6 separate regions of the Mus musculus genome follow, and all the other regions are linked to region 1. The links are chromatin contacts, called in public Hi-C and HiChIP or PLAC-seq maps. All regions are on one chromosome and are shown on one strand. The core of a region is the stretch at or near the end of the contact, and the rest is flanking DNA. Distances in the headings are between cores, read along the strand shown. Region 1 overlaps Tcf7l2 (transcription factor 7 like 2, T cell specific, HMG box). Region 2 overlaps Vti1a (vesicle transport through interaction with t-SNAREs 1A). Region 3 holds the start of Habp2 (hyaluronic acid binding protein 2). Region 4 has its middle 25 kb from the start of Gm32028. Region 5 overlaps Vti1a (vesicle transport through interaction with t-SNAREs 1A). Region 6 overlaps Vti1a (vesicle transport through interaction with t-SNAREs 1A).

Region 1 (4,609 bases), core at 1,356-3,855:
ATCAAGAGACAGGGGCAGGGGCAGGGGCAGGGTGAGTGGGGTAGGTGGGCAGAGGTGGGATGGGGTGGGGGGAGTCTTAGGCAACACTCATTGAATCTACAAGTCTATCATTTCTTACTGTTTCCTTTCAGGTCACTATATAAGAAATGATTTTTCCCCTACAGGGGTGATTTTTCCCCATGGTGTTGCATAGTGACTCTACAATTGTAGATCAAAAAACACAGTGCCCTGATGGTCTTACAGACGGCTTACAAATACATATGCCAGGGTGCCTATAAAACTTAGTTTGGTGTTTCTAACACCAAGATTTTTTTCCTGACTGCCCCAGAGATTGGGGATTCACCTACATGATTTGAAAGCTTGGGCGACTATTCTATCCTTCTGGCTGTCTGGGGCCTGGTTCCCTCATCAGATTCTTAGGCACATGGAACAGTACTGTTGGAGCTTGGTAGATGAGGACTTAGGTACATAAGAAGGCATAGGGCTCATGGGGACACAAGGCACCGGTGGCTCTTTAGATCCTGCTTGTCTAGGCTAGACCTCCTCACAAGTGTGGATGTGAATCTGTAAATTAAAAAAAAAAAATCCACACGACAGAGGGATGTGTGTGACAGGGATTGCAGCCCCAGGGAAGACTCTAGTTCCTGGGATGTCATTTAGCACTCCAGTCATGGGTACGATTCTATCCTGAAGAGAAGGATGTGAGCAGAAGGGATTCTAGCTGGAAGCCTTAGACTGAGTTCAGTTCTTCGTTGCTCTGAGGCTGCTCCTGTCTGGGGTAATTGCCAGAAGGAACACCCTATCAGCTTCTAGGATTCTGAGCTCTGTGGTAGTCAGACTCCTCCTCCCCCCACTCCCCCCATGTGAATGGGTTCAGTGTGAACTGGCTCAGTGTGAACTGGCTCAGTGTGAACTGGCTTAGTGTGAACTGGCTCAGTGTGAGTAGTTTTGGTGGTGAAGCTGCCAGACAAAGCTGCATTGAAGTGAGCGAGCAAGCTCCCCTTCAGGTTTTTGGGAATTATCAGGACAATGGTTCTGAACAGAGTCTGGTTACCACAAGGCCCATTTCTCTGCCTCTCCAAATCTACACTTCTGCAGCAACCATGGTTCTTTTGGCCCCGGTCTTACTGAACCACCTTCCCAATCTAGTGGTTTCTGACTCCATGTCCACTCTTGCCTCTTTAACACCAAATCTTTGCTCCTCCCCTCTTAGCCCACACTGATCCAGGCGCATACCTGCCTATCAGAAGCAGACCTATGAGGTGGTAAGCAGAGCATTCTGGCCTCATATGCTCTTAGAAAGCAGGGGATTGGAGGTGATTGGTCACAAGGATCCAATCACATCAGGGAGGGCTATCTATGAGGCCTTAGTCATCGGTTTTGTAATAACTATTCTCAGTCACTTAAAAAAATGTTGTCTCCAGGATTAAAAGAGAAAAGATGCTTCGGGGAGACGATCAGGGCCTGCCCTGTGCATAAACAGATAGCAGAGAGATAGTACTAAATTGAATGTTACCCAACAGGTTTGGTGTGCGATTTGTTGGGCCTGGACTCCTAGGAAAAGATGATAAAATAACTCAAGACAAGGGAATGGGCCAGTGACCTAAAAGCACAGGCTTTTGAGTGGATAACCATAGCCAGAGTAATTTTAACTTGTTCACAGTAGTCGCTGGAGATTGCTAAGTGGTGACTCACAACAGGACCCTACTCTGTCAGCCTCTTTCTAAACTTTGAAAACTGAGACCCAGATAGAGCAAATGGGCTGTAAGACTCCCAGGCTTTGTTACCAGGTCACATAGCATCCCACAGCAGAAATCCACCTTCCTGCTCGTCTCTTCCCACCCGACCCGGCCACTCCCAGTTCTCCGCACACTCGAATGTCATTCAGTAGTACCCAAGTTCTGTGCAGAAGCCAAAAGTCCTCTGTGGATAAATGTGTGGAATCCAGTGTCTGGTGTGAAGTCACATATTTCTCTCTGGAAATCATGACTTTTCTTGGGTGCCCGGGATCCTCAGGGGCTTCCATGCTCATGAGGATTTTAATCCAAGCATTTCTGCTGAAAGGAGACCGGGAAGCAGGAGCCTAGGACTTTTCCATAAGGAATACTAGAAATCTTGCAAGCAACGACTGTGCTTTTAGCAACACTTAGCTGAACCTATCATACAGGCTGCCTCATGCCTGTAAGGCCAGCACCCAGGAGGCTGAAACAGGAGCATTGCTGTGAGCTTCAGGCTACAGAAACCACACCCTTACCATTTATACGAGATGGACATTAGTTTGTTCTTGCTTCTGTCTTTCCCCAAGGCCTAGTGTTTGGGAATTCTTTTAGGGTGATGCTTTCTGGGATTTGTTAACATCTCAGAGATCTGAAAAAGGACTCTTTGGAACAGTTTTCACCCCCAGCATCAGGGAGAGGAAGTAGGAGAGAGATCACCAAGTTGGCTGAGAGGCTGTTGACCACGTTGGAGTTCACTGGTGGTTTTTACAGCTCTACTCTGCTCTTAAGAGTCCCGTGTCTTGTAACCAGGAAGCAGGCTGATGCCCTGGGTTGAGTTCAGCAAGTTTGTTTTGACTTGTGGCCCACAAGGAGAGAGAAGTCCTCATTATGTAATGTTAAACTGGGCCGGGAATGTCAGCTGGGCCCTGCTTGCCAAAGCTTGAAGAGTTGGTTGGGAGCAGACTATGTTTAGTATGACTAATCCAGCTTGGCAGGGTAAAGGGGTGGGTGGGTGTCACTCTGAGAGGGAAGGATGACTTAGACTATTTCAAATATTAGCACTTTGTATGCTCTGTAGCTGTCCCCAAAGTAACTCAAGTAACCAACTAAGTTGAGGCCTCATTCATCAACTAGTGCAATACTGACTGTTGACTGGTGGAGTCAAGACACCAACAGATTCCTCTTGCAAGGAGGAGAGGCAGGCTTGGGTCCTGAGAAAGCTTCCCATAGCAGCCTGTGTTGGTCAAGAGTGGCTGGCAGGGTACTCAGTAATTAAAGCCAGTATACAAAGCCAACACTAGATTCTGTAATAAAAGTCGCAGTGAATCCCAATAAAAATGTAAAGGAAAGGAAAACATGGCCCACTTTCCTAATAAAGATTCCAGAGTGTAATTTAGAGCCCCCGCCTCTAGCCTTTTCCATCTTTATTTGGACGCTTTTACGCCTTTTGCCCCCCCCCCCCCCCCCCCGCAAAGTCCAGCTTGGTCCTTCCTATGTGACAAAAGGACCCCATTTTTATGTAGATGCCTTTAGTTGGAGACAAAAATAATCCAAAAGCATGTTTGCACAACCATCCTTAAACAGTGCGTTCCCTGACACCCCCCGCCCCCCAGTCACACAAAGGTTGCTCTTTGGTAGGGTAGATGCCCTGCCTGAGGTGAAGTGGGGAGTCGCTTTTGTCTTTTCCCTGATGAATGGATGTAAAATGTTCACTGAACCTGGAAGCACCTCCTTTTGTGCCTGGTGCCCCCCTAACACAGGCTGTTAAACTTGGGGCAATTGCTCATGGTGGGGGATTGAAAGGGGCCATTGTGGGAGGAGGGGCCCACACTGAGACCATTGTGGGTATAGAGATGTCATTGTTTCCCAAGCATTACGGAGTAGACTCTGGGGACCCCCGGGCATCAGTGTGCCCAGCCACTGTGCCGACTGCACAGCATTTGCAGGGTTGGATTGTCCCCTAAGCACCAGGCCTCAGAAAAGCCAGGCAAGGTCCTCTTAGGCTGGACACGCCACAGTGTGCCCCCTGCAGGATGCATGTGGTATTTCCTACAAACATCAGCTTACCAGGTCCTTTCCTGCTCCTACCTAGATTGTACCTTTTTTTTTTTCCTGTCTTGATCCCCAGACCTCATTTCTGCAGGGAGGTCACTTGTCCTCCAGGTCCCAGGGGAGAAAACATTTGTTAAAAATCCCTTCTTCCTCCTTAGGAGTCGAAAAACTCCCTGATTCCTGCTGGTGGCTTTACATTCGGCTCCCCTTTGGCCATATGGCCTTCAGAGGACTTCTGATCTTAATTACAGCATTCAGCCTTTGTTTATTTAAAAATCAAAAGGCAGATAGGCTATTGATGGTTTATCTGTATTAATTGCAGTACCATACCTGCCAACTGTCCCCTCGGTTAGTAAAGGACCTGCTATGATCCCTGCCAAAAGTTTACATGTGTGCACAGATCACTTAACACAGCGCGTTCAATAGAAGCTCCTAGCTTTAGAATTGCCACGCAGGCATTTTGCACTGCAGCCCTCTGCCAGGTTGTGTTGGCTGACAGGGATGCAGACACACGGTTAGGAAGAGCAGCTAGGAAGTGCTTGAGTTCAAACATGGAGTCTTCACTTACTGTGTTAGCTTAGAGTCTTGGGGCTATATTGTTGGCGACCTCAATTTTGCCTTTTTTAAATTAGGAACAGTAGAGGTGTTCACATCCCGGAAATGATACAAGATTCAGACTACACGCGTACAAAAAGGTCATCATATGTCCAGTTTCCTTGCAGAGAGCCATGTAGGGCTTAAGCATTGTAAGCGGAAACTCTCAACCAGCTCCCGTGTAAGAACAAACTGCCGTGTCACTCACTGGTTTTGAACGTGGCGTCGTTTTATGCGATTCACTT
Region 2 (4,609 bases), core at 681-3,180, 440 kb before region 1:
AAAATGTGGTATATTTACACAATGGAGTACTACTCAGCAATTAAAAACAATGAATTTTTGAAATTCTTATGCAAATGTTTGGAATTAGAAAATATCATCCTGACTGAGGTAACCCAATCACAAAAGAACACACATGGTATTCACTCACTGGTAAGTAGATATTAGCCCAGAAGCTCAGAATACCCAAGATACAATGCACAGACCACATGAAGCTCAGGAATAAGGAAGACCAAAGAAGTGGGAACAAAATACCCATGGGAGGAGTTACAGAGACAAAGTGTGGAGCAGAGACTGAAGGAATGACCATCCAGTGACTGCCCCACCTGGGGATCCATCCTATATATAGTCACTGAACCCAGACACTATTATGGATGCCAACAAGTGCTCGCTGACAGAAGCCTGATAGACCTATCTCCTGAGGGGCTCTACCAGTGCCTGACAAATACAGAGGTGAATGCTCTCAGCCACCCATTGGACTGAGCATAGGGTCCCCATTGGCAGAACTAGAGAAAGGACCCAAGGAACTCAAGTGGTTTGCAGCCCCATAGGAGGAACAACAATGTGAACCACCCACTACCCCCCAGAGCTCCCAGGGACTAAACCACCAACCAAAGAGTACAGATGGTGGGGCTCATGGCTCCAGCTGCATATGTAGCAGAGGATAGCCTTGTCAGGCATCAATGGGAGGAGAGGTCCTTGGTCCTGTGAAGCCTCTATGCGCTAGTGTAGAGGAATTCCAGGGCCAGGAAGCGGGAGTGGGTGGGTTGGTGAGCAGGGTTGGGGAGAAGGGATAGGGGTTTTCAAAGGGGAAACCAGGAAAGGGGATAATATTTGAAATGGAAATAAAGAAAATATCTAATAAAACAAAAAGAAAATAATGTCCATGAGAACAGATCTGTTTTGTTCTCTCTTATATCTCCAGCTTCTAAACTTATGCTGTACAGAAGGGAAATGTTCCATATATATGATCTAATAAAGTGGGTGAAACTCAGTATACACCAGGCTGGTATGTGTAGTACTTAGCAGACCCTGACTGGTGTAGCCATTTTGGGAGAATGAGATTGAAGGGAACCACTCATCTCCAGGGTCAAGGTTTGGAAAACCTTCAGTGGAGAAAGAGACAGCATGAAGGTGAGCCTAGGTTTGGGACACTAAGTAATATTTAGATTTATGAACTCAAGGACAAGGTGGAGAGAAACCACTTAAACAAAGGTACAGAGATAGAATAGCCCAGGATGCTTTAAAAAGGAAAATACTAACCAAAGAGTAGCCAGAGTCAACAATGCCTGATGACAGTAAATATTGAATGTTAGTAAAGACTAGTCAGCGAGTCTGCTCTGCCTAAGCCATTGAGATAATATTCAGAAGGTCTAGGCTAACATCCTGACCTGGCATTCATTTACTCTGTTTTTAATGTAAGCATTAATTTGTATGTGGGAATTTTATAGTTATCAGGCAGTTCTCTTAAATGCAATCATTAATTACTCCATTCTTTAGCCAAGAAATTAGGTCTTAAAGAATTCACCTCTTCTTCTATCACAAAACAAGGATATGGTGTGTCAAGTGTTTTAAGTAAAAGCATGGGGTGTGCCATTGGCTGTCACTTAGTCAATAAAAATGGTGCCTTTTTCTCTCTTAGCAGTGACTTTGTGAAGGACTTTGGAAAACTGAATGGACACATCTGAAATTGGGTTTCAATTTTGAGAGAGCACAAATGATCACAACTCATATCACTCAGTGGCCTAGTACTGTTCAAATACTGTTAAAAGAGTTGCCTTTTTATAACATTACAAACAAAACAAAACATAAAAGTACAAAGCCCCATTTGTGGGATCTGGGCCATATCCATGGGAATGCCTGGATGAGAAACTATTGAGAATGTGAAGAACCGGGGCTGGAGAGATGACTCAGTCGTGAAGGATGCTTGCTACCTTTAAAACAACAAATAACTGAATCCCATGCCTATTACTCATGGCAGGAAGCTCAGAGTCACCTGTAACTCCAGGTCCATCTGATGGCCAAAGGGCATCTGATGACCGTTTTGGCCTTTGCACACACTTTATACATCTTCATGTGCACACAAACACATTAAAATTAAACCTGTTTATAAAACAGAGTGGGAAGAGCAGGAAAGTGTGGGTGTCGGCTCCTCGAACCACAGTCACACCAACCAAAGCCTTCCCCAAAGAACACTTAAATGTGAGCATTTTAGTCGGCACGCGCAGTTGAGTATCAAGTCATTAACTCCAGCACACTTCCTCCTTCTTAAGAGCAGAGCTGAGCTTAGCTGTCCTCTGACTTCAGCCTGCCCAGTACCTGCTATTCATTTCAGAAATGAATTCTATTTTTTCAAATCTTTTACTTAGGCAGGTCCACAGTGGCAGAGTTCACACCTTGGCTATTGCTTTAAAAAATGAACAACTGATATGCAAAAGTTTGACAAACTTGAGCTAAGGTCACTGAAGGCTTAAATGGTAAGAGCTTAAAAATATTAAGGCAGACAGAGACTAAATCTCCTCCAGGTCGATCCTACAACCTGAAATGTTTTCCTAAACATATAAACCTTAAAATAATGTTAATAAATCTAAAATGCCTCAAGTAAATGTGGAACTCCAGTTGTTTTAATATAGAAATATTAGCACTAATGGGTTTCTAAGACATCTCTGTAGACTTATGGTTAGTGTTTTCAGTGTTAGCCTTTATGAAGCTGGAACTCACATGTGTTCATAAGGGATGCATACACTGGGAAATTGTGGTCAAAATGTCAAACAGTAAACATCAGAGTTCAGGCTAGTTCACTTCAATATTTATGTTAATTTTGTAAAAACTTATTTGGATGATTTTCATGATAGCCTCCACGTTAGAGAAAAACCTTCATGGAAACTTATTGAGGATCAATATTTTAAAAATCGTTTGGTCACATAGAACTACCTGACAGTATTATCCAAATAGCCTGCTAAGGAAAGCTGCTTACCCTATAAATGTACCTTATGATTAAAACAGTACATCATTATCTGAGGTCCAAAGTCTTCTTGGTTAATAGATTTAAACGGTTTTTAATCCAGTCAATAAATGTGAAGGTCCACTGGCTACATTCTCTTCAGGCTTCTGCTAATTAATTATGGCTTATTTTGCTCAAGTTCTATTGTCATGCTGGCTGTGTAACTCAGGGCAAAGACTCACTCTAGTGATTTGCACCTTGAGGTATTGAATTGGAAGCCAATCAGGCTTGACTCAAATGAATTTGGACACTGGCTAAACAGGAACTTAAGAGTGGTGCACCAGTATTCCCAGCCCTGCTCTCCCTAACAGTGAAGCTCTGGGGAATAATTGTTTTACAAAGGTCCTTTGGTCCTGACAGTGTGGAGCTGCTCTTGGTCATCGAGTAACAGAGTTCTGGATAGTTTTGTTTGACTTTCCAACAGAAGCTGTTGCCTAATTTTTTTTTCTCATTGTAAAAAACTTATTCAATTTTACTGTTTTATGGGTTTTCTCATTATTTCATGACTCAGAGTACTTTTTTTTTTTTTTTTAAATAAGGACTTTTCTCATTATGGAATTTTTCGTCCCTGAACCAGGCTCACTGGCTGGGTAGACTGCCTGGCTAGGCCCACTGGTGGCTAGACTGGCTGACCAGAGTGCCCCAGGATCCGCCTGCCTCTGCCTCCAGGTTTGATGTTACAGAGGCGCCTCCTAGCCTGGCTCCTGGGGATGCCTGGTCCGGTCTTCTACAGGCACGGAGTAGTTAACTGAATGAATTCTCTCCCCAGCCCAGCATCTGAAATCAATACATTGCCCAGTGTGTGTATGTGTCCCCGCCACATCCCATGTATGTGCCTGCGAGCGATGATCAGGCGACTCAGATATTACCCAGTGTTTGGGAAAATTCCCGTATGCCAGGTTACTTTAAGACATATTTTTTTTTTCTGTAGCACCTATTTTATTAGCTAGATCAACCATTATTCAGTATGGAAAGGAACTACATCAATGTGAATATAGCTACTAGATAGGTGTCCATTGAGACTGTCTCACAGGCTGGTTACCACAGCCATATCCAGCAAGCCTTTCTGCAGTGTACACTCACTCACAGTGACTGTTACAGTGGTCCCTACAATCCCAACTACTCCTGAGCGCTAAGACAGGGCCATTGGGAATTCAAGATTAGCTTACATGCACTTGCATCTGTGCGTATATATTTGATTTGGGGCTGTGCTGTAGATCACACCAGGGCCTTGTCCATGCCAGGCAAGCATGAGTTTCCTTTTATAAGCACTTAACCCACACCAGGAGAAGCTAGGGAGATAACTTAGGGCTGACTGCTGTATGCACAGGCTGCTCTTCTAGACAACCCAGGTTCGATTTCTAGTATCCACATAGTGGCAAACATCCATCTATAACTATTTCAAAGAAGTCAGAAGCCCTGTTCTGGCCTCCGTGGGCCCTACACACCATGTAGTGCACAGACATACATGCAAGTTGTGTGTGTGTGTGTGTGTGTGTGTGTGTGTGTGTGTGTGTAAGTAAAACCACTTTGTCCTCTAAACATGCAATGAGAAAAGACTCTCCACAGCTGAAAATCTGCTTTGTTGAGGGAAAAGTGTAAGTGAGC
Region 3 (4,609 bases), core at 815-3,314, 410 kb after region 1:
ATTGGAGACCTGTAGTTATTACAAAAAAAAAAGTGAAAAATTGCCTCATTTGTTTTTAACTAAGGAAAGATGGCCCGATAGAGAAACAAGTCCAGGTTGCAAAGATGAGCAGCGAACATGCCCTGCTCGGGTCCTTTTGACACAGGAAGAGAAGCCTCTGGCTTGTTTTCTGGGAACGTCTCCACCAAGTGAAATTCACTAGTGCACGAAACAGGAGAGAAACAGGGATGCTGAGTCGGTGAATCAGAGTTGCCGCTTCTCCCCTCACTGTCTGCAGATGCTTCACCTTCAACCCCGGGACGCTGGGGATGCCTCTCATGGCCTCTCGCCTTGCTTTACCACCACATAACCACAGCCAGCACCCTCAGAACACCCTAGTGAGCCACTGAACTCCCACCATCACCTCCCTGTCTCCTTAAAGCTTCTGCCTGTGTGGTTTCTATTCCACTGACTGCTTCTCCATCTTTTATGCTTACCGCCAACTAAAGTTAGCTGATTTGCCTTTCCAATCTCAACCTGCTCCTTAAGAATGAAGCTCGAAGCCTGGGGGGTGGGGTTTGGTAGGTAAAGGGTCCTGAATTTGGATCCCTAGCACCCACAGCAAAGCTAGGCATGGCTGTCACACCTGTGACCTCAGCATGGGGAGATGGAGACAGGAAAGATCCCACACACTTGCTGGCCAGACTCTCTCTCTCTCTCTCTCTCTCTCTCTCTCTCACGCACACACACACACACACACACACACACACACACACACACTCTCTCTCTCTCTCTCTCTCTCTGCTTTTTCACAGTCAATTTGGTCTTCACACGGATCTGCTCCTACTTACTCCTGGGATGTTCATCTTGAGACAAATACCCAACTGTTCAACCGATTGTTCACCTACTTGTTCATGTCCCCCACCTAAATCTACTGAGTGTCCACCTATCTTAGGAGCTCACTCTTCATCTCCCTCAGCCTCATGAACATTCCATCAAAGGGGGCAGAGAGAGAAGAGATATTGATGGGATCGTAGATGTTCTCCTCATGACAGCTTTGTGAAGTTTGCATAGCAAAACCCATCTAGTGAGCGGCTTTGACTTCAGGTTCCTTCACAGGGCCTGTGGGGCTCACCACCATGGTCACTGGCTTCCAGAGGGAGGAGCAGCCTCTGGCTGAGCACCGTGAGTGCATGTGACCTGTGGGGTGGCTGACGTAAGCATCAAGCACGAGTCATTTGGCACCATTTCAAGCCTACATTGAAGAACCAGGTTGGAGGATTGCTGGAGCCTATACATAGATTATTGTGGACAGACAGGAGCGTGGGATCCGCTCTAGCTGAGATCGATTGAGTCCACAAGAATCTATCCTTCCCAGGTCATTTCTGCTTCTGTAGCCTGCCTGCAACCTGTGCTGCTAGGTAAGGAGCAGTGGGAACAATTGTCCCAAAGATGAGAACCACGGCTGTTTATCCTCCCCCTGGTCAAAGAAAGTCTCCAACTAAAGGGGGGGAAATAATTAAAAGTAAAAGCCTTATGTAATGAGATTTAAAAGAAAACTTTTGAAGCCAACAAGCTGCTGTGGGCAGCACTTCAAAGGGCCCAGGATCAATGTTTGTCAATAACAGTTTGGCATTCTTTAATTTATCGTTCATGAATATAAAGTGGGATGTTATTAGGAGCCCGTCCATGTCTTAGTTCTGCTTGAGATTTGGAGATCAGAAATCTAGCAGTAATCTCAGAGGTGGCAGAGGTTCTTGTCCGATCTGGAGTCCTTTATCCTGTGGTTAAGACGCCGCCCATACATCCAGACCTACAGCATTGAACATTCCCTAGCTCCTACCTGCACCCACAAGCCATGCGGCTCTTTATTTTGTCTGCTATCTTTGGAGACTTTTTTTTTTTTTTTTTTTTTTTTGCCTAAGACAAGGCACCCCTTGACTCTGCCCAACCCCCAAGTTGCCATTTGTTTAATCAAGATAGTTGGTTTGCAAAACATTAAACAGTATTTGATGCCTAGTTAATAATTTGCATCCTCTCCATTCGTTCCGGAATCCCTCGAGACTGACATTCCCCACCCCCCAGCCCCCACCCCAAAGGAATAGACAAGAAGAGAAACTGCAGAGGGAGAGAACAGAGAGGCCTTCAACTACACAGATATTTGTCAGGATGTTGGTGTTCCGTGTCCTGCTGCTAATCGCCCTGGTGGGGAAGTCAGTCATTGGGGTAAGTGGTCACCTCACGTTTCTTTGGTTGAGAGACTCTAAGGATTTTAGCAAAAATCAAACCATCTGGGTTAGAAGCAAGGGAAATCTTAAATTGGGAAAGGCTGGTGTTGCCAAGTTGTGTGTGTCCTGACCACAAGAGCTAAAACAGGCTGAATCACGGACTTCTGGGCAGTCAGTTTTACAATGACATGTGTGTGATATGAACTCTGTGGCAAAGCCTCCATGAATTCGTCCCCACAGAGGTGACTAAGGCACACAAGTACTCTGTATCGTGGATGAAATCTGGCATGCGCCTCGGAAATCCTCTGAGAAGTCCTGTCCCTAGGAGACTAGATTAGGGTCTCAGCCTTAGCTCACATGTCAGATTATCTATTATCTGGGGCTGACATAAGGACTCCTGAGCTTTGACCTCAGGGGGATACCCTGGTGGCTGAAATGAACCCAGCAGAGGGTTCACTTAGCTGCCTTCGATTTGTGGAGAAGCTCCATGGCTAATACTTACTCTTCTTTTTCCCATGACCACAGTAGATGAGACAGGGAAGATGAGCCAGGGCCCCAGGGAGCTTGTGGTGAGCCAGAAAGGGAAACGCTGTAGAGGGACTTTGGCCAGGGCTCTGAGACCTTTGGGTTGAATGAATAATAGAGATGCTGGCCTAGCTAAGCAAGGAACACACTGGCTATGGACCGAGGCTTGAGTGTTGAGCCTTGGAGCCAGAAACAGTGTTGATTTTGTCACAGCATAACTGAGGAATATATAGCCATAATAATACCGCCCCCCCCCCCCGCCCCAAGCCTCCAAGAAATCACCAACAACCAACTGCTCTTGTGGTAGAGGTCATGGCAACAAAAGGTTGCAGACATGGCGGCTTCCAGTAAACCGTAGCTCTTTCTGCTTTTGTTTTTCTTTGTGGTGCTGCTGGTGATCAAACCCAAGATCTTTATCTTGTGTGCTAGGCAAACTCTTTACTGGGAAGCCAATCCCCACCCCAGAGTCAGTTCTACTCCGAGAAAATGCCCAAACTGAGCGTAAGTCCCCTATGAAAATCAGAGCACAGTCCCTTTGACGAAGAGGCATGGAAGAGAGATGGGAGAGGGTGGGAGTCACTGTAAACTTCTTGCATCCAGTTAAGCACTTTTGAATTGGATTTCCCTTTCAGGGTGTTTCCTGAGGGAATGGAATTAAATTACAGCCTTGCTTATTAGCTTGTCCATAAGAGAATGGTTACACCTCGGCCTGAGTTAGCTCAGCTCAGCTGCCTTCCGTAGTCCCAGGTTCAGTTGCCCAAGCGATTTGCTTTAGAAAGGAATTTCTTTCCAAACTATGGGGTGGTGGCTGCAATCATAGATAGCTACCAAACCCGGTGATCTGATCTTATAATTTCTTGATGGGCACCTGGGCCTAAGAAAGAGCAGCTAACCCACAGGTGTACAAAAAGGCAGGGGAAATTATCAGAGGCCCAGAGAGAACTCCAGCGGAAAACAACCGAGCCTAAAGTTTGTAGGCAGGAAGGGATGACACAATGATTGATGTTCACAAAAGGATAATATCACCCCAGCCCCAACCCTCCCACACACCTTATTTTTTTTTGTAAGATCCAGGGAATTTTTATGATTATCAATGAAACTGTAAGTCAATAATGGATAAAAGGAAACATTTGAGGGCTAGCCTCTGGGCAATGAGCTTAGTCGAGTCCAAGGAGAGAACTCGCAGTCTTCGCCTGTTTTCTCACCCAGATGTGTGCCAAACAGGTGGTTGGGGCGTCTTTTCATGTTCCACAGGCTGGCGCACTACATCTAGGGCAAAGCAGCCAAGTTGGATGCTTGGGAGAGTTTCGGGTTTCATCGGGGACAAAGCCACATAGCCTGATGGGCTGAGTGACCTTTTCTGCATACATAGCTAAAAATAATAACCAGTTGTCTTTCAGAACTCAGGGGGTTGAGGCGGGAGGATTATGAATTCCAAGCCACTCTTGGCTATATAGTGAGCTCCATGGGCCAGCTTGTCCTATATAACCAGATCCTGTATCAATAATGTAATGATAATAATGAACTGATAGCACGTAGTAGAGTCAGTCCCCAGTGCTAGCCCCTAGGTTTGCCATGGATTGGTTTACTGCCAAAAGAGCCCCAAGTCATAGGTACTGTGACCATTCCCATTTTACACATATAAAACATGGCCCCATACATACAGATAACGTGGCCCCAAGCCCCATAGCTGGTAAATGACATGGTTAAGTCTGAAGCCTTTAGAGGACAGGCCTGGATCCCTAAGTACAAGACCTCTTGGTGCTTGGTAACAGGAGCCACATCCTTGCTGGAGACACAAGGTCATTTGGAAAGAGGAGGATAATGGGTTCCATGTAACCCATTTCTCTGAAGCTGAAAGAAGAGAGTCTTAGCAT
Region 4 (4,609 bases), core at 1,423-3,922, 330 kb after region 1:
CGTTTGGGAAACATTTTCAGATGTGATAAAAGCTTTTTAAATGATCAGGAAAGAGCCTAGAACTGAGTCATAGAAACAAGGCAGGCTCAACTTAGAAGTAAGCTGAGGGCCAGGTTAGAGATGGAGACGGAAACCTCAGTAGGGTAGACGCAGTGTGGATGCCTTGAATGGGCCTCACACTTGCAGATGGACGACGGGGAGAGGAGATTTCTACTTCCACTCCCTTGAGTAAGGCTCCTCCCTAGGTCCAGCTGTATGGCTTGGGTCACCTGGTTCCTCTGAATTCACTGCTTGTCTGTGGTTGCTGCAGGGAGGGCGAGCTTGAATACAATGAGTGGCCATCTTTGATTTATATACACGAAACCAAAGACCAGAGATGGAAAAAACTTGCCCAGACTCACAGGCACTTCACATAGAGCCCCAATCCAGATCTCCTGAGACACATCCCTGTGCTGAGCTATAACCAACCTCTCTCTGCTTCACCTGCTCTCCAGAGTCACCAGGTTTGGGGACAAATGATAAGCGGATGCTTTCCTGTGGAGTGTGATGCTGAAGAGGTTTCAAATCTTCTCTGAGTTGGCTGAGCCACATGGCTAGGTTCAGACCTCAGCCCTGAGTCTGACAAGTCAGTTGATCTTGGGCAGGTCAGTAGTTACCACTGTAGAGGTCACTCAATGTAGCCATGGTTTCCCTCCCCCCCATCACTCCTCTTTTGGATAATTCTTGGCCAGTGTCCCTGTCCAATTGATTAGACAAACCTTCCTTCAGTGATCTAGAGCTGGCCGCTGGTCAGACCACGAATGCTCAGAGAGAGAAGTGAGGACTCACAGCCACTTCAACGACAGAGACAAGTTCTTTAGGCAGAAGGAAAAAGGAAGGGGTTGTCTGGTGAAAGTTGGTATTCAGAACCAAATACACGCTCTGAAGACCACCCTGAGACCCTAGTTACGACATCAAAAGCAGGTTTCAATCTTTATATTTAGCTCTAACAATGGGTATCTAAATCGAATTGTAATGATGCACACCAGGTATGGAGATAAACATTATTTGCATACTTTATTATTTATTTATTTATTTATTTATTTATTTATTTATTTATTTATTTATTTATTCATTCATCTATTTATTTAATCTTCATAACAACAGTCCCTCGGTGATATCATCGATGGGTAACTTGAGATTTAAGCGATAAAGGTTGCAGAAGCAGTTATGTAAACAGCGCCCTCTGGTGTTGGGAGGCTGCATAGCTGTACCTGAAACAGCTCTCATCTAGCCTATGATAAATTCACATAACCTATTTGCTCTTTAATTGCTTCCAATAACACACACAACATCTCAGAAAACAGACGCAGAGGCTCAGCTAGAAGGTGATGGAGGCTTCTAGAGTCCCAGTCATCACCCTACAAGACCCTTCGCAACAAAGTTTCATGAACTTGGCCTCCAGCGGCACATCCGAGATGCAGATTCCATGATGGAAGAGCTTTACTCTGTTTCCCTGGAGACTCTGGCTCAAAAGTTGCCAAATGAATGTTGATTTACAAGCGAGTAAGTGAGTAAGCTGTCCAGGATACACACCAAGAAGGGTTGCCTTGACAAAACTGCCTGTTAGGCTGTTAGATCCTGGTGTTGGAGGTTGGAAGAGCAGGGCTTCTGGCCTTGATGCCAGACAGTTGATGGAGCCCTCAGTGCCCAGACTGAGGCTCAAAGGCTGTGCTTCCTAATGCACCCCAGAGTTCCTTAGCTTTGTACAACAGCTGGCCAAAAGGCAGTTTCTTTAAAAAACTAAGTCAATCCAATGTAGGGTCCACATGGCCACTGAGTTGATGTTGTTGAGAGAGCTGGACTGTGGATATCCAGCCCTTCAAGCAGATGTTCTGGTTGGACCTCTTAATACTTCTTAATGCAGGGAAGACAGGTCAGGCCAAGGCAGCCCTGTGCCCTGCAGGCTGGCCCCCTGAGCACTGAGAAGATTCAGAAATGCTGCCATCTTGTGGCACCTCCAGGCCAGAGCAAGGTGGTCCCCAGCTCCATCCTTTAGCAAATCAAGCCCAGGTCTCTCTCTCTCTCTCTCTCTCTCTCTCTCTCTCTCTCTCTCTCTCTCTCTCTCTCTCTCTCTGTTCCTCTCCCATCTTTCCCCAGCTGGACATCAGCAGAGGAAAATTTGTGTGAACACAGTTTTGAATCTTTTACATTTATTTCCTGAAAAGAACACAAGAAAACCCTCTTTTAATTCTTAGGACTCTTCTGACAGCATGCTCTGTCAAAGTCTGCCAAGGAGAGGCTCTCACATCTAGGGCAACATCTTGGACCCAGCTCAGGAAAAAAGCAACAGAACCCAAACATGCCTACAGATCAGCCTGTCCTGATGAGGACTTGAGGCTCTAAGAATTCCAGATTGGACATGAGAATTCCTCTCAGCCTCTGAAAGCTTTGATCACAAACTGGATAATACCACACTAAAATATTGATCTGAAATGATTGTACCTGTTGGTTAGGGAGTCCAGATTGTGGTCCCTTGGGTTTCTAGATGGAGCTGGCACTTGATATGCCCAAGGAGACTGCATTGTGACAACATAACATTCGGATGCTTGTTCATCCTCAGCCTCTGGGTGTCTGCAGCATTCTAAATAAACAAAGTCCAGACAGGCGATCTGTCAGTGTGACTCAGGGCTGCAGGGTTGCACACTCGCAATCACAGAGCCATGAATGAGCAGGTCTGCCCACCCACTCCTGCTCTGCCCGCCCATGGAGGCTGCCTTGGGTAAAACCATCAAGGTGTGGAAATTGAACTTGGTACACACAGTCTCAACCCCCACCCCCACTCCCCAGCTCTCCTAGAAGTTATAGATCCACAGGGACCAGGTCTCTAAAGGAAGGGGTTGGGAAACAGGATGATAAATTATGACAGAAACAGAAAACTGGAAAGCCGGACGTGATTGTGTCATCTGTAATCCCAGCATGAATGCTGCTGAAGCAAGAGGACTGGCGCCAGTCCGAGGCCAGCCTGGGCTACAGACTGAGACTGCTTCCAAAAGAGAATGGGAAATGCTGTGAATATTACTGGAGGGAAAGAATAGGAAGGAGGGAGAAAAAGAAAAGGAAAAAGAAACCCAGATTGGACCCTGTGAGGGCCTTCTGCGCACTGAACTGAAAATATGAGCATTTGAGCTTAGGGGCAAGGGACAATTCATCCAAACGCTTGCTAGTCTACCCAGCGAAATAATCAGATTGAACCTGACAACCACAGTTATGTAACACAAAAGAGAGCCTGGGACTAAGAAAAATGGGGTATCAAACTGCTTACTTAGTTTCCCCCGGGGGTCAACAGCAGGGTCCAAGAACTCTACTTCTTTAGGCATGAAGCAGATGCTAGATACAAAAATTAGAGACCTCTCCTGAAACATTGCCCCAGGCCTGCTGGGCCCATAGCTCAAAAAGGGAGAAACTCAAAAGGGTGCCCGGTCCCGAGTGTCAGAGCGGGGTCCACAGCGCACATGTAGCTGGTCCGGGGCTTCCTGTGGTTAGCTCTGGAGTTTATATAGGCTGTCTGTTTCTCCCATCCCCATATCCCCAGGAAGAACACTACATCTTCCAGGAAAGCCGGCTGTGGGTTACGGAACATCCTTCCGGAAGATAGAATGAAGCAGCTAGTACTAGAGGACAGGAGTAAAGAGAATGAACACCCTCCTCCAGACACAGCTCCTCCCACTCCGGTTGTGGTTAGATTGACCAATGACTTTGCGCAGAAATGACCCATGTGCCTTTCACATCTGAAGCTAGACATCCGAAATTCTTTCCTCGGCTGTTTGAAATTCGGACTATTTGATATGATGGTAGCTCCATCAGTCTACTTGGCTCCATGATTCCCGCTACCAATATGGGATGGACTTGGAGTATGTCCACAAATAAAAACCGAGAAAAAGCGTTATGTTTCTTAGGGTGTGTTCCCGCACTGGGAAGCTGTTGTTTCGTTAGCACGACTTAGTCTGTCTTGGCTGGTACAATGGACTTGGTTCAGATAAGTAATTCTGGTACGAGTTTGAAACAGTCACTTCCTGTCTCTGGACTTCATTTGGCTATGTGCTTCAGGAGGGCGGGATTTGCTAAGAGTCAGTATTCACAGCAGAAGGAGGAAGAGTAGAACTAGTTATTTGTGAGTCACGCTCACAGAAACGCTCATAGCCAGGTCCAAAGACACTTTCCTGCTCCTTCAGCAACGGAAGGAAGGAGGCCGAGGATGCAGGGTCTCTAAACTGCATCTATGGGAAGCTTGGCCCCTCCCTATCCCCGAGTGCCTGTTAGTCCCCTGAACCCACCCAACTCCACACTCAACTCACTCATTGGCTTACACATTCCTGGTATGTAGTTTTATCTCAGGAAGCAAAACAAACAAGTTCACCAAAAAAGCCAAGTTCGGTGGGTTTTATTTTTCTTTTTTTGTGAACCAACAATTTATTTACATGTCTTAAAATAGAATCTGAGCTTTACCACCGGATTAAGATTCAGCCAAGGATCCCAAGTCTATGGTGACAGCCTTGTACAGAGAAAAAAAGACATTCTCCACGGTGACCATGATATGTGGTAAAAATCCTTAGATTTTTACATACAT
Region 5 (4,609 bases), core at 659-3,158, 280 kb before region 1:
CTGTCGCTGTCTTCAGACACTCCAGAAGAGGGCGTTAGATCTCGTTACGGATGGTTGTGAGCCACCATGTGGTTGCTGGGACTTGAACACTGGACCTTTGGAAGAGCAGTCGGGTGCTCTTACCCACTGAGCCATCACACCAGCCCTTTTTTTTTTTTTTTTTTTTTTAGATTTATTTAAAAGCTTTTCTTTATGGCAAAGACCAAGTTGTTTTCTCTTGGCTGCTTCTGCTTTGGTGTCCTGCGGAAGGAACTGACACTAAACCAGTGACAGAAAGAGCTCTTCTTTTGTTTTCTTTGAGGTTTAGACTTGTGGGTCCTTCTTGCTGGCCATTGATGCATTTAGAGTTCATGCTTGGATATGGTGTGAGGTAAAGGTTCATACAGATACTTGTAAAGCCACCATCGTGAAGGAAGAAAGAGAACTCTGGGTTCATGTGGCCATTGTCTAACAGGACATGGAGCAACAAGGACAGAACTGGCTGGGTCATAATCTCCCAGCAGCTCCCAGATGTCATCCTTGGCGTAAAGTGTTTTTTCCCTTTCTCAGCTGAGGCGTAACATTTGAGCATCTCCATGGAGTGTGGTCTGATCATTCATTACATGTGTGCGATGTGTAATAATGAATTCAGGGTAGTAAGCATTCCGCCTCTTCCAACATTAATCGTTTCCATGCGACGGGAGCTCAGAGCATGTGATTCTACAGCGCCCAGATGTGTTCAGGAGATTATCTAACCATCAGTGGGGCAGTATAACTAACGTCTGTCTCTTACGCCCCTGCCATCTCCTGGCCTTGGAGCAGAAGTTAGAAAGAAGAGAGAACTGACTTTATCCTCAGATGACTAAGACAAGGCCCGGTGGCATCAACCAATACTTCAGTTCTCAAAATGAGAGAGGCATAGACATAGCAAAGGCCAAGTCCTGTGGTAACCACGGTTGCCAAGCCAAGAGCCATACTGTGCCTGGGAGCCCAAGTCCATCTGAGGGCAAACACTTGCAGTGAGCAGACTTAGAAATAAGTTCCAGGCAATGGTGTCAAGTTCTTCCATTTTTCAAGTGACACAGTTGATCTGATTCATAGGAAGTACCTGGAAGTGTCGTGAGTCAATTAAATCTTATTGCCTGGAAACCATTTATAAGAGGTCATAAATTATTGAAACAACACAATTAGAAGTCCCACAAGCAAATGAGTTTCATGTGTTATGTATAGGACTCCCCTGAACCTGAGGACCCATCAAATTGATAGAGTATGTTTATGCGGATTGTGGTGCCCTTCTGTGTTCACAGGAGTGTGTTACCATGCAACAAGGCTGGCATAGCCCAGGCTAGACCAAAACAAGGAAATGAGCTTTCCACCCATGGGAATGATGCTGGCTGTGTCCCAGTCAGCCAGGACTATTCGACTGTCTTGTCCTTAACATGCACTCAGCAAATGCTGGTCATCTGGCAGGAGAGTGCGGAGGGGGTCCTACAACTGGATTTGAAGATTGCTTTTCTAATAGCACTACCTTCAATTTTATTTTTTAATATGTGTGTGTGTGTGTGTGTATGTGTGTGTGTGTGTGTGCGCACACAGGCTCTAAGGGTTGTCTTGATCTATTCCCATGTAAAACAATGGTTTTGTCTGTGGGCTACGAAGCATAGTTTAAGGTGACATAAGACAGTGTAACACTGGTCCCCTTGCCACCAGATCTATGTATGGTTTACTTAAATAAAGAACTGCCCTAGAACACAGCCATGCATGATCTCAGCCCAGAGTTCTTCCCCCAGCCCCTCAGAACTTCTCTCTGTAAAGTCATCCCCTCCGTTGCTGAGGTACCTGAAGGATATGAGGATCGAAGGAAGCCCAAGCCCCATGAGGTTAATGATCAACACCTTATTTTCACCATGTTGACTGTTTCAGCCCCGAGCTTAGGTTGTTATCAAGGCAAACCACACCAGTGCAGACAAACTGGGAACAAAAGGCTGGTCAGAACTAGTGCAAAGGCGGCAAATTTGAGCAGAGTAATTAAAACAGGATAAAGGCAGAAACAGTTACACAGAGCGCCGGTCTTTCTTGTACATGCGGCTCAATTTGTGGGTTTTAAATATCACCGGATAACTTTCCGAATCTATCCATGCCTTCTTCACTGGTGGCAAATGTGTCACGTGATCTGGGAGAATAAACAGTTCCTTGTTAATTAATTTATACAGCTGTCAGTGTGGCTCTCTCAGTCTCTGCTCTCTAAGTGTTTCCCTGCCATAGATTTTTCTTGCCATTCCTTGGCAAGCCTCCAGTGAGAGCCTGGGATTTATAAGGCAGACTTGGTGCAAAGTCTATTGATTGTGGCCCCAAGGGTAATAACTAACTAGAGCCAGAGCAACAAGTCAATAACCGCATTGTTGCCGCAGCCCGCACTCGCCGGGGGAGTGAGATTGTTTTACAGCAGCCGAGGGGAATCATGGGCAGATCAGTGTGCTCAACACGCGCTGGCTGCGCAGCGTTAGTGCCGAGGACCATTTGAAGACTTTGAGCAGGATCGCGCTGGCTGCGCAGCGTTAGTGCCGAGGACCATTTGAAGACTTTCAGCAGGATCGAGGGAGGATGGGGTGGGGTACTGGGATTACAAGCCCTGTGAACTCCTTCATTACAGCTTAAAGGTTTCAACTTTAGTTTTTAACATCTGCTGCAACCTCAGAGAGTTGAGGTTCAGGGCTGATGTGAGGGAGGGCAGGCTCTTGCGCCCAAGCACTAGATGGTCCGCTCAGCTCGCTGTGTGTCCCTGAACTCTGTGCACAGAGAGAATGCCTCCCAGCTGTTGTCTGTCTTCTGCGCCTTCCTGATGAGTGACATTGCCATAGTGAGTCAGACCCAAATGGGAACACAGAAGCCAGTTGTCCACGGGTCTCCAGTGACCCAGACTGGACGTTTTGCAAATCTCTCACAGTGTGTGTGTGTGTGTGTGTGTGTGTGTGTGTGTGTGTGTGTTTTAAAAGTATTCTGTGCAAGACTGATAATTTTTCCCACTCTTTCTTACTTTAATGAATCATATGGAAATTTATGCCAAAATATGAAACTCGAGAAGCTTTTTCAAACTTTCTTGCAGTGTGAGTCACTTTAACGGAAGGTCCGGCCGGGCACGTGTGCCTCTCCACCCGCTCTCCATCCTCCGGCAAAGCAGAGCGTGCTCACTGTTCCTAAGAACGAAATCAGTGCCAGGCCAGCAAGTGAAGAAAAGGGTGAAGGGCCTGCCACCCAGACAGCCTACACTTAGTCGCTAGGACCTATGTGATAGATTGAAAGAACCAACTGCCACAAGCTAGCTTCTTATACCACCCTCCCCTCCCACATATAAAATACATGTAACTAACATTTTTTAAGTAAGGTATAGTTTATTCAGTACTACCATCCAACATTTGATTCAAGCAGGCTACTGTGAGACGTGAGTGTCTTCTTATCAGGTTTTTTCGTTGTGGCTTCGAGGGTTGTTTGCTATTTCATCTAAATGAAGAAATCCTGGTCTACTAAAGTTCACCTTTGTGATGCCAGCATTTTGTGACATAGCAAGATGACCAAGCTTTGGCAGAAGAAGGGAGAAGCCTGCAACAGAAGTTCAGGAAGTTAGTGGCACACTTCCCTAAGAGAAGCCATTAATAATCACCACAAAGGATGAGTGAATGAATGAATGAATGACAACAAGCATCCCAGTTTGCAAAGGAAGCATTTCATTTCATTTCAGTGGTCATGTTTATCATAACCAGACTCGAGACACCACAGTACCAGTACAGACAACCACATTGCGCTTGCAGGGATTTCCCTTGCCAGGGCCAGCTATCTCTGTCCACTAGGCAGTCTCCTGTGGGTCAAAATCCTTTCAGTGGGGTAAACAGGGCATGAGCAGTGGGAAATGATAGCTCTGTTCTGGAAAGTTAAGGAGGTGGCATTTGAGCTTGTAAACCAGTGGCCACCTGAGTTATCTTTTTATGGAGACTAGATTTTTGACACACAGATAAGCTCAGCAGGACTTAGCAGTGACTTTTAAAAAACCAACCAAACAAACAAACAAAAAGGCACCAGGCTCTACAGCGTAGACCTCCTGTCTTTTCATAGCCCAGTAGCTTAATAGAGACTCAGGCACACTCATAGAAGCCAGTGTGGGGAGCCAGACCTGTTTTGAGCCATTTCAGGATAACCAGGAGTTTGAAAATGTCCCTTTGGTCTGTAAGTGTGTGCTCACATGATTCCTCTAAAAGGCCAGTGCATTAAATCTTTGCTTTGACAATTAGATCATCTTCAACCGTTTCCAGCCAGCAAGTGGTTTTCATTACTTTATTGGGGCGGGGTGTCTGTCTCTCTGTCTGTCTGTCTGTCTCTCATGTGTGTGTGTGTGTGTGTGTGTGTGTGTATACACATGTGTACAGTTTCTGTGTGGGTTGTTCTGAACAGACATCCAGATATTATTGCATCCCTTCAGCAGGTGGGATTGGAGAGCAGGGGAGGCCCTCCTCTGCATAGCCTGTGTGCTGTAGGTCTGCTGCTCTGTAGGGCCTGCTCCTCTCCTACAATCTTCTCTTGTTGCTCTTGTTGTCCCGATCTCTAGATTCCCAGAGATTCGCTTCCTGTTACAAGC
Region 6 (4,609 bases), core at 570-3,069, 260 kb before region 1:
AGGCTCAAGGGAAGGTGCAAGCTGTGCCAACCCTTGTGTACAAGCAAGGGCGCTGCCGTCATCCTTACTAGACAGTGGCCAGTAGCTAAGCCTTATGCTGTGCTTGTGTGCAAGAACCCCTTCAAGGTCACAGGCTGTCTCCCAGGTGACCTCAATCCTCAGGCCCTTTGGCGCACATGACCTTGACCGCCTGCCTCAGATTCCCAAGTAGCTGGATCTTTGGTTGCCTACACCACCAACACACTCTTTTTTTTTTTAACATCTCTACCAAGCTCTATGTCCGAGAGATACAAAAGATAAAAGAGATTCGGGCTGTGGAAGGGCCACTTTCTACCGGAGAAAACTTCACAGAAACAGAAAATCAGACACCTGTGTGGTTAGCATAGTGGGAAGCAAAGAGCAGGGAAATCCAAGCTTGAGCTGGCCCAGTCCGGAAGCCCTTATTAGAGGGCGCCATAGATCAAAGCCCCGGTGAGGAAGCTCTGTGACTCAACCCGAAGTGCTCTTTGGTTACAAATAATATAGGACCCAAATCAGGCAGTATTGAAAAAATGAAGTTAATTTATTTTCTCATATTAATCAAAGTTCAAAGGAAGGGTGGCTTGCTATAGAGGTTGATCATGCTTTCAGGGCGGGGTCCTAATTGTCTGCTCTTCCATGGCCAAGCTTGTTTCTTAGGCTGACTTCCTCATGCAAAGAAAATGGCTGCTAGCTGGCTTCAGTCACTGTAGCCAGGGAAATAGAGTGAGCACACTGGCCAGTCTGGCTTAGGTCACACCTCCACCTTTGGAGCCAGGGCAGCATGGGATGCTGCAGACGACCCTTACCTGTGCCTGTCCAGATGCAGTGGCCGAGCAGCTTGCCAAGTGCTCATAGACACCATTGCCCACGAACATGCAGCCGCCTCTGCTGAAGAAGCTCCCTGCCCTTCCAGGTGAAGATCCGTGACTGAGTGGATGCAAAACGAGCCCAGCTTTGGGCTGGCAAGGTGACTGGGCAAGTAGAAGTGCCAGCCACTAAGCCTATGAGTTTGAGTTTGGCTGAAAGCTGTACAGTGAAAGAAAAGAGACAAGTCCTCTGGGCTCCACACGGACACTGGCGTGCACACAAGTAAACAAACATGTAAATGAACAAATGTGATTTTAATATCTGTATTTAAAAAAACCAACCTTTGAAGATAAAGAAACAATAATTGAATCACCAGGCGTAGCGTGAAATATTTAAAAAACAATCCATGCTATCCAATCCAGGAAGGCGTTACAAGCCATAGTTAGACCATGGCTGCTGGGCCATGTGCACCCCACACTTCACTGCACCTAGGCGGCCCCTCCCCTTGACTGAGAGGAGCAGTTGTCATACTGCAGTAACAAACAATCCCCACACCTATCACCTTTGAACAAATATTCTGTGGACCCAGGAGAGGCCACGGGGCAGTGACCGTCCAGGTGATAGCAATGGGGTGCAGGTCCCGTGTCCTGTCTCTGCAGTCTCTGGAAGGTTCAGGCTCTACATCTAAATATGGGGATAGGAAGCCCACTAGAGGATAGAGCACCGAAAGTCAACCACGTGCCCATGCCAATGCACACCACCAAGGACTAGGTCAGGGCAGTGAGTGCTGGACATCTCCAGAAGCTCCCTGAAGAGTGCCCTCGGTGGTACGGTCCCCAATGCCCCTCACGCAGGAGGAGATGAGGGAGCCACCTGCCTCCTTCACGTGAACCAGCCTTCTGTAATTCTGCATGCCACACACAGGAGCAGTTTCCAGAAGGGGAGGAGACGGGCAATGGAAGATTAACTGCTCCCCGGGTTCCAACAGAAGGATCAGTGTTTTCAATAATACTGTGTGAGTTTAACCTCAAAGTAAATGGTTAATTCGTCTTCTATCAACAGCACTGTGATTCATAATGTAAACTTGGAGAATTCTTGATGTTTCGGGCCACATTCCTTTTAATTTGCCTCTGCATTCTTTTAAAGCCACAGTGTGCTCACTTGATAAAATGCAGCGTGCAGATGCACGGGTTTCTGCCTGGAGGCGATTTAGCCTGGCTGGTTCCGTGGACGTCTTCTTTCAAGTGTATACTCTTTCTTAAATTATTTACTGGGTAAACACACTTTGCATTTTCAAGAGGGATATTAAGACTGTTTGCTGCTGGCCTGGTGAAACATCAAGGCCCCTTACCCAGAGTTAACAGCAAGTTACTTGGGGCTGCCCCCAGAGTTCTTTTCTGGCTCACTAGCAGAGTTCCTTGACCTGGCCGGCTTTTCTGATTCCTCCCAACTCTACAAGTGTGCATTCAGTTCTGTTGCCCAGAGTGACCAGGATTGGCCAACAGCAGTGGGCAGCGGCTGTTCCCCAAGCTTCTTCAGCTAGGGTCTGCCACTGCCAGCCGTTATGTCCCCTCTCCCTTCTGGGTCAGCCCTGTCCACTCAGGCGGGTCATTTTCTGTCCCTAGAGAGACACATTTGCTGAAGCACTTCACAGTCCAAATCTAGGCTGGCGGCCTGGTCTCTGGGTGTTCTAATTCCTTCTGCCCTCTGCCCTTCATCTCAAATGTCTGGCATCCCTTTTTGTAGTAGCACTAATGTCTTCCACCACCGGCGCACACTGGCCCGGGTGGCCAGTCATTCCTCTTCCTTCTGGGAGAAGAGCCAGGGCTGCTCTCAGGAGTCACTGTAGCGTGTGGCTCCATCTTTAGGGCTCGTTTCAACTTTGACCTCCATCCTTCCCTACTCTTACATTTCGTGCCAAGGGAATTTGCCCGGATCTCTTCTGCCTTCTTCCCAGCATGGGAGGATTATACCGACCAAGGCCGTGCTCGGTCGTCACAGTCCCTGGAAAGTTAGTTCTCTGCCCCGCTCCCACGTGCCAGCCACACCTAAAGCATAATGTCCAAGCTTCAGAGATGAATTCTACACGGTCACTACAAATAGATCCATCAGAGCCGCAGGGGCGTGGTGACAAGGATGCCAGTGGACATGGCTGCACAAGCCAGGGGACTTGGGGACTCCGGTGTGCTTACTCTATTACCATGTTCCAGACTCAACTAGTGACGTCCATAGTTACCCATCCTGCCTGTCCATCGGACACTTGCGGCCCTCATCCCACACTGTGGGTGGGACACACTACCACACTGAGAGTCACACACCGTGTCAGGTCACTAGGGCAGAACCTTAAGTTTCATGCTTTGAATCTGCTTTACTGCTGAGATTCGGTTTCCTGATTTGTTTTGTAAATCTGACACGTGGGGTAAACAGAGGTTTGAACAGTGACCTCGGCATAATGGGAGCTGAGGGGACCATTCCAAAGACTTGTCTCCCTCCCAGAGAAAAGGAGAAAAACCAACTTGAATGTTAGAGGATGCCTAAGTAGGTCCAGCCAGCGTTCCTAATTAGCTTCACTTTAATAAACTGGAATCCTATTCTTATTTACTTACTGAGTGGGACAGAGACTCCTTCCTGCCTCCCTGGGTAAATATGGCCTGTTAAGTCTGAATTAGCTGTCATCACAGAAGAATTAGTGCCGGGCACAGGCTTTCTAGGGACAAGAAGAAATAAACAAGACAGCTTCTTCACAGAGCCTCCTATGATAAATGAGGACAGAGCACACCATTCATCTCTGCGAGAGGAGCGGACATGGCTACTCAGGCAGCTTTGCGGAAGACGTGTCAGCAAATGGTGATCATTTTGTAACCTGTCAGGAAGAGAGGGAACCCGTCCTGTTAGGGGCCACAAGGGAATGGACCACTCTAATGGGTAGTACCCATCCACCCATGAAGAAGGAAGGGTGGGAGGGAAGGATGCCACCAAAACGGCAACCTGGTGTCATCCTCCACTCCCAGCCACAGGGACCCTGTGAAGGTTCCTCTAAAAATGCCCAAGTGGAGGCTTGACTCAGCCCCACACGCCTCTCCCCATGGAAGACCCTGGCCAGGGTCCCATGTGCATAAGGAGGACACAGAACTCCGCATGTGCCTCTGGGTTGGTGGGATGGAGTTGCTGCAGGCTTGAAGCTGGGTGGGCAGCCGGCTAGACGGCCAGCCTCTTTGGGTTTCTATTTCCGTGCGCTCTGTAAGAGCAGCGAGCAAGCGTGGGCGAGGCTGTTTGACCCAGGTTCCCTTTGAAAGACTCAACAAAGCATTGTGGTGTGCGACCTCTTTTCTCCGAATGAGGTAACAAATTATGAAATCACTTCAGCGGAAGCGCGCTGCAGGCATCCAGAGCGCGTGTCTCCTCTGCTTGTCTTTGTGAGGTCAGCATCTGCAGGGCTGGACCGAGGGACCAGCAGCCCCTAGAGGGCCTACCCACAGTGGCTTGCCAGGCACCTTGAGGACGTTCCGTTAGCTCTCATTTCCATCTTTTTTTGCACCGGGGAGCATATGTAACGTTTCCTCCTGGCTTGACGAAGCCATGAGCCGCGCTGACAGGTGACGGCCTCCCAACCTGAGCTGCAAGGTTGACACTTGCTTCTTAATCCCGTCCTCTCCCTGCTAAGTCTCTCTCACTTTTCCTGGGGTATTTTTGTTCAGGTAAGTACCGCACTGACATGTTTCCTTGGGAGTCTTCTCCTTTCATGGGAAACACTGGGGGAAAGAAAAAGAGTAAGGCTTGT

Evidence for each region. HiChIP or PLAC-seq counts read pairs in DNA pulled down with a chosen protein or histone mark. Hi-C and Micro-C count contacts between places; a contact is called where the count stands out from the background.
Region 2: a contact with region 1 is called in a FOXA1 HiChIP or PLAC-seq map of pancreatic cancer cells. The contact joins two enhancer-like sites. A contact is called at or near these places in 1 of 15 datasets of contacts at CTCF or cohesin (large pre-B cells), 2 of 484 Hi-C or Micro-C datasets (bone marrow-derived macrophages and nephron progenitors) and 6 of 115 datasets of contacts at active chromatin or transcription factors (bone marrow-derived macrophages, embryonic basal ganglia, embryonic midbrain and 3 more).
Region 3: a CTCF HiChIP or PLAC-seq map of the NIH/3T3 cell line shows a contact between it and region 1, with 5 read pairs. The contact joins the promoter of Habp2 here to the enhancer-like site in region 1. A contact is called at or near these places in 9 of 39 promoter capture datasets (the 3T3-L1 cell line, the HPC-7 cell line, HPC-7-derived erythroid cells and 5 more), 1 of 15 datasets of contacts at CTCF or cohesin (the NIH/3T3 cell line) and 2 of 115 datasets of contacts at active chromatin or transcription factors (acute myeloid leukemia and embryonic basal ganglia).
Region 4: a CTCF HiChIP or PLAC-seq map of the NIH/3T3 cell line shows a contact between it and region 1, with 5 read pairs. The contact joins two enhancer-like sites. A contact is called at or near these places in 2 of 15 datasets of contacts at CTCF or cohesin (the G1E-ER4 cell line and the NIH/3T3 cell line) and 13 of 484 Hi-C or Micro-C datasets (3T3-L1-derived adipocytes, the Ba/F3 cell line, CD4 T cells and 5 more).
Region 5: a Hi-C map of muscle stem cells shows a contact between it and region 1, with 2.1 times the contacts expected there. The contact joins two enhancer-like sites. A contact is called at or near these places in 5 of 484 Hi-C or Micro-C datasets (adipose-derived mesenchymal stem cells, bone marrow-derived macrophages, liver and 1 more), 5 of 115 datasets of contacts at active chromatin or transcription factors (embryonic limb bud, embryonic midbrain, extraembryonic endoderm stem cells and 2 more) and 1 of 9 other capture datasets (embryonic stem cells).
Region 6: a contact with region 1 is called in a FOXA1 HiChIP or PLAC-seq map of pancreatic cancer cells. The contact joins two enhancer-like sites. A contact is called at or near these places in 1 of 15 datasets of contacts at CTCF or cohesin (large pre-B cells), 5 of 484 Hi-C or Micro-C datasets (B cells, adipose-derived mesenchymal stem cells, embryonic fibroblasts and 2 more) and 3 of 115 datasets of contacts at active chromatin or transcription factors (acute myeloid leukemia, embryonic basal ganglia and pancreatic cancer cells).

Annotation. Positions count from the first base shown.
Region 1 is chr19:55,874,101-55,878,709 of GRCm38.p6, forward strand. The region is part of intron 5 of Tcf7l2 (transcription factor 7 like 2, T cell specific, HMG box); the gene reads left to right. Among named protein-coding and RNA genes, the nearest start is that of Gm52391, 62 kb to the right of the region's middle. Within about 2 kb of position 2,606, at least 104 of the 459 cell types and tissues checked have an H3K27ac peak or open chromatin away from gene starts, as enhancers often do. A contact at or near this core is called in 3T3-L1-derived adipocytes, the NIH/3T3 cell line, embryonic limb bud and 3 more, where this site is marked.
Region 2 is chr19:55,438,646-55,443,254 of GRCm38.p6, forward strand. All of the region lies in intron 5 of Vti1a (vesicle transport through interaction with t-SNAREs 1A), which reads left to right. Among named protein-coding and RNA genes, the nearest start is that of Vti1a, 120 kb to the left of the region's middle. Within about 2 kb of position 1,931, at least 31 of the 459 cell types and tissues checked have an H3K27ac peak or open chromatin away from gene starts, as enhancers often do. A contact at or near this core is called in pancreatic cancer cells and trophoblast stem cells, where this site is marked.
Region 3 is chr19:56,285,848-56,290,456 of GRCm38.p6, forward strand. Habp2 (hyaluronic acid binding protein 2) reads left to right here and starts at 2,065. Exons shown (of 13, transcript NM_001329935.1): 1 at 2,065-2,205. The coding sequence starts at 2,149. Gm32257 (a long non-coding RNA gene) reads right to left here and starts at 2,823. Exons shown (of 5, transcript XR_877947.3): 1 at 2,710-2,823.
Region 4 is chr19:56,199,984-56,204,592 of GRCm38.p6, forward strand. No RefSeq gene overlaps it. Among named protein-coding and RNA genes, the nearest start is that of Gm32028, 25 kb to the left of the region's middle. Within about 2 kb of position 2,673, at least 28 of the 459 cell types and tissues checked have an H3K27ac peak or open chromatin away from gene starts, as enhancers often do. A contact at or near this core is called in 3T3-L1-derived adipocytes and the NIH/3T3 cell line, where this site is marked.
Region 5 is chr19:55,591,128-55,595,736 of GRCm38.p6, forward strand. The region is part of intron 7 of Vti1a (vesicle transport through interaction with t-SNAREs 1A); the gene reads left to right. Among named protein-coding and RNA genes, the nearest start is that of Gm41871, 110 kb to the right of the region's middle. Within about 2 kb of position 1,909, at least 80 of the 459 cell types and tissues checked have an H3K27ac peak or open chromatin away from gene starts, as enhancers often do. A contact at or near this core is called in embryonic limb bud and muscle stem cells, where this site is marked.
Region 6 is chr19:55,618,847-55,623,455 of GRCm38.p6, forward strand. All of the region lies in intron 7 of Vti1a (vesicle transport through interaction with t-SNAREs 1A), which reads left to right. Among named protein-coding and RNA genes, the nearest start is that of Gm41871, 80 kb to the right of the region's middle. Within about 2 kb of position 1,820, at least 40 of the 459 cell types and tissues checked have an H3K27ac peak or open chromatin away from gene starts, as enhancers often do. A contact at or near this core is called in pancreatic cancer cells, where this site is marked.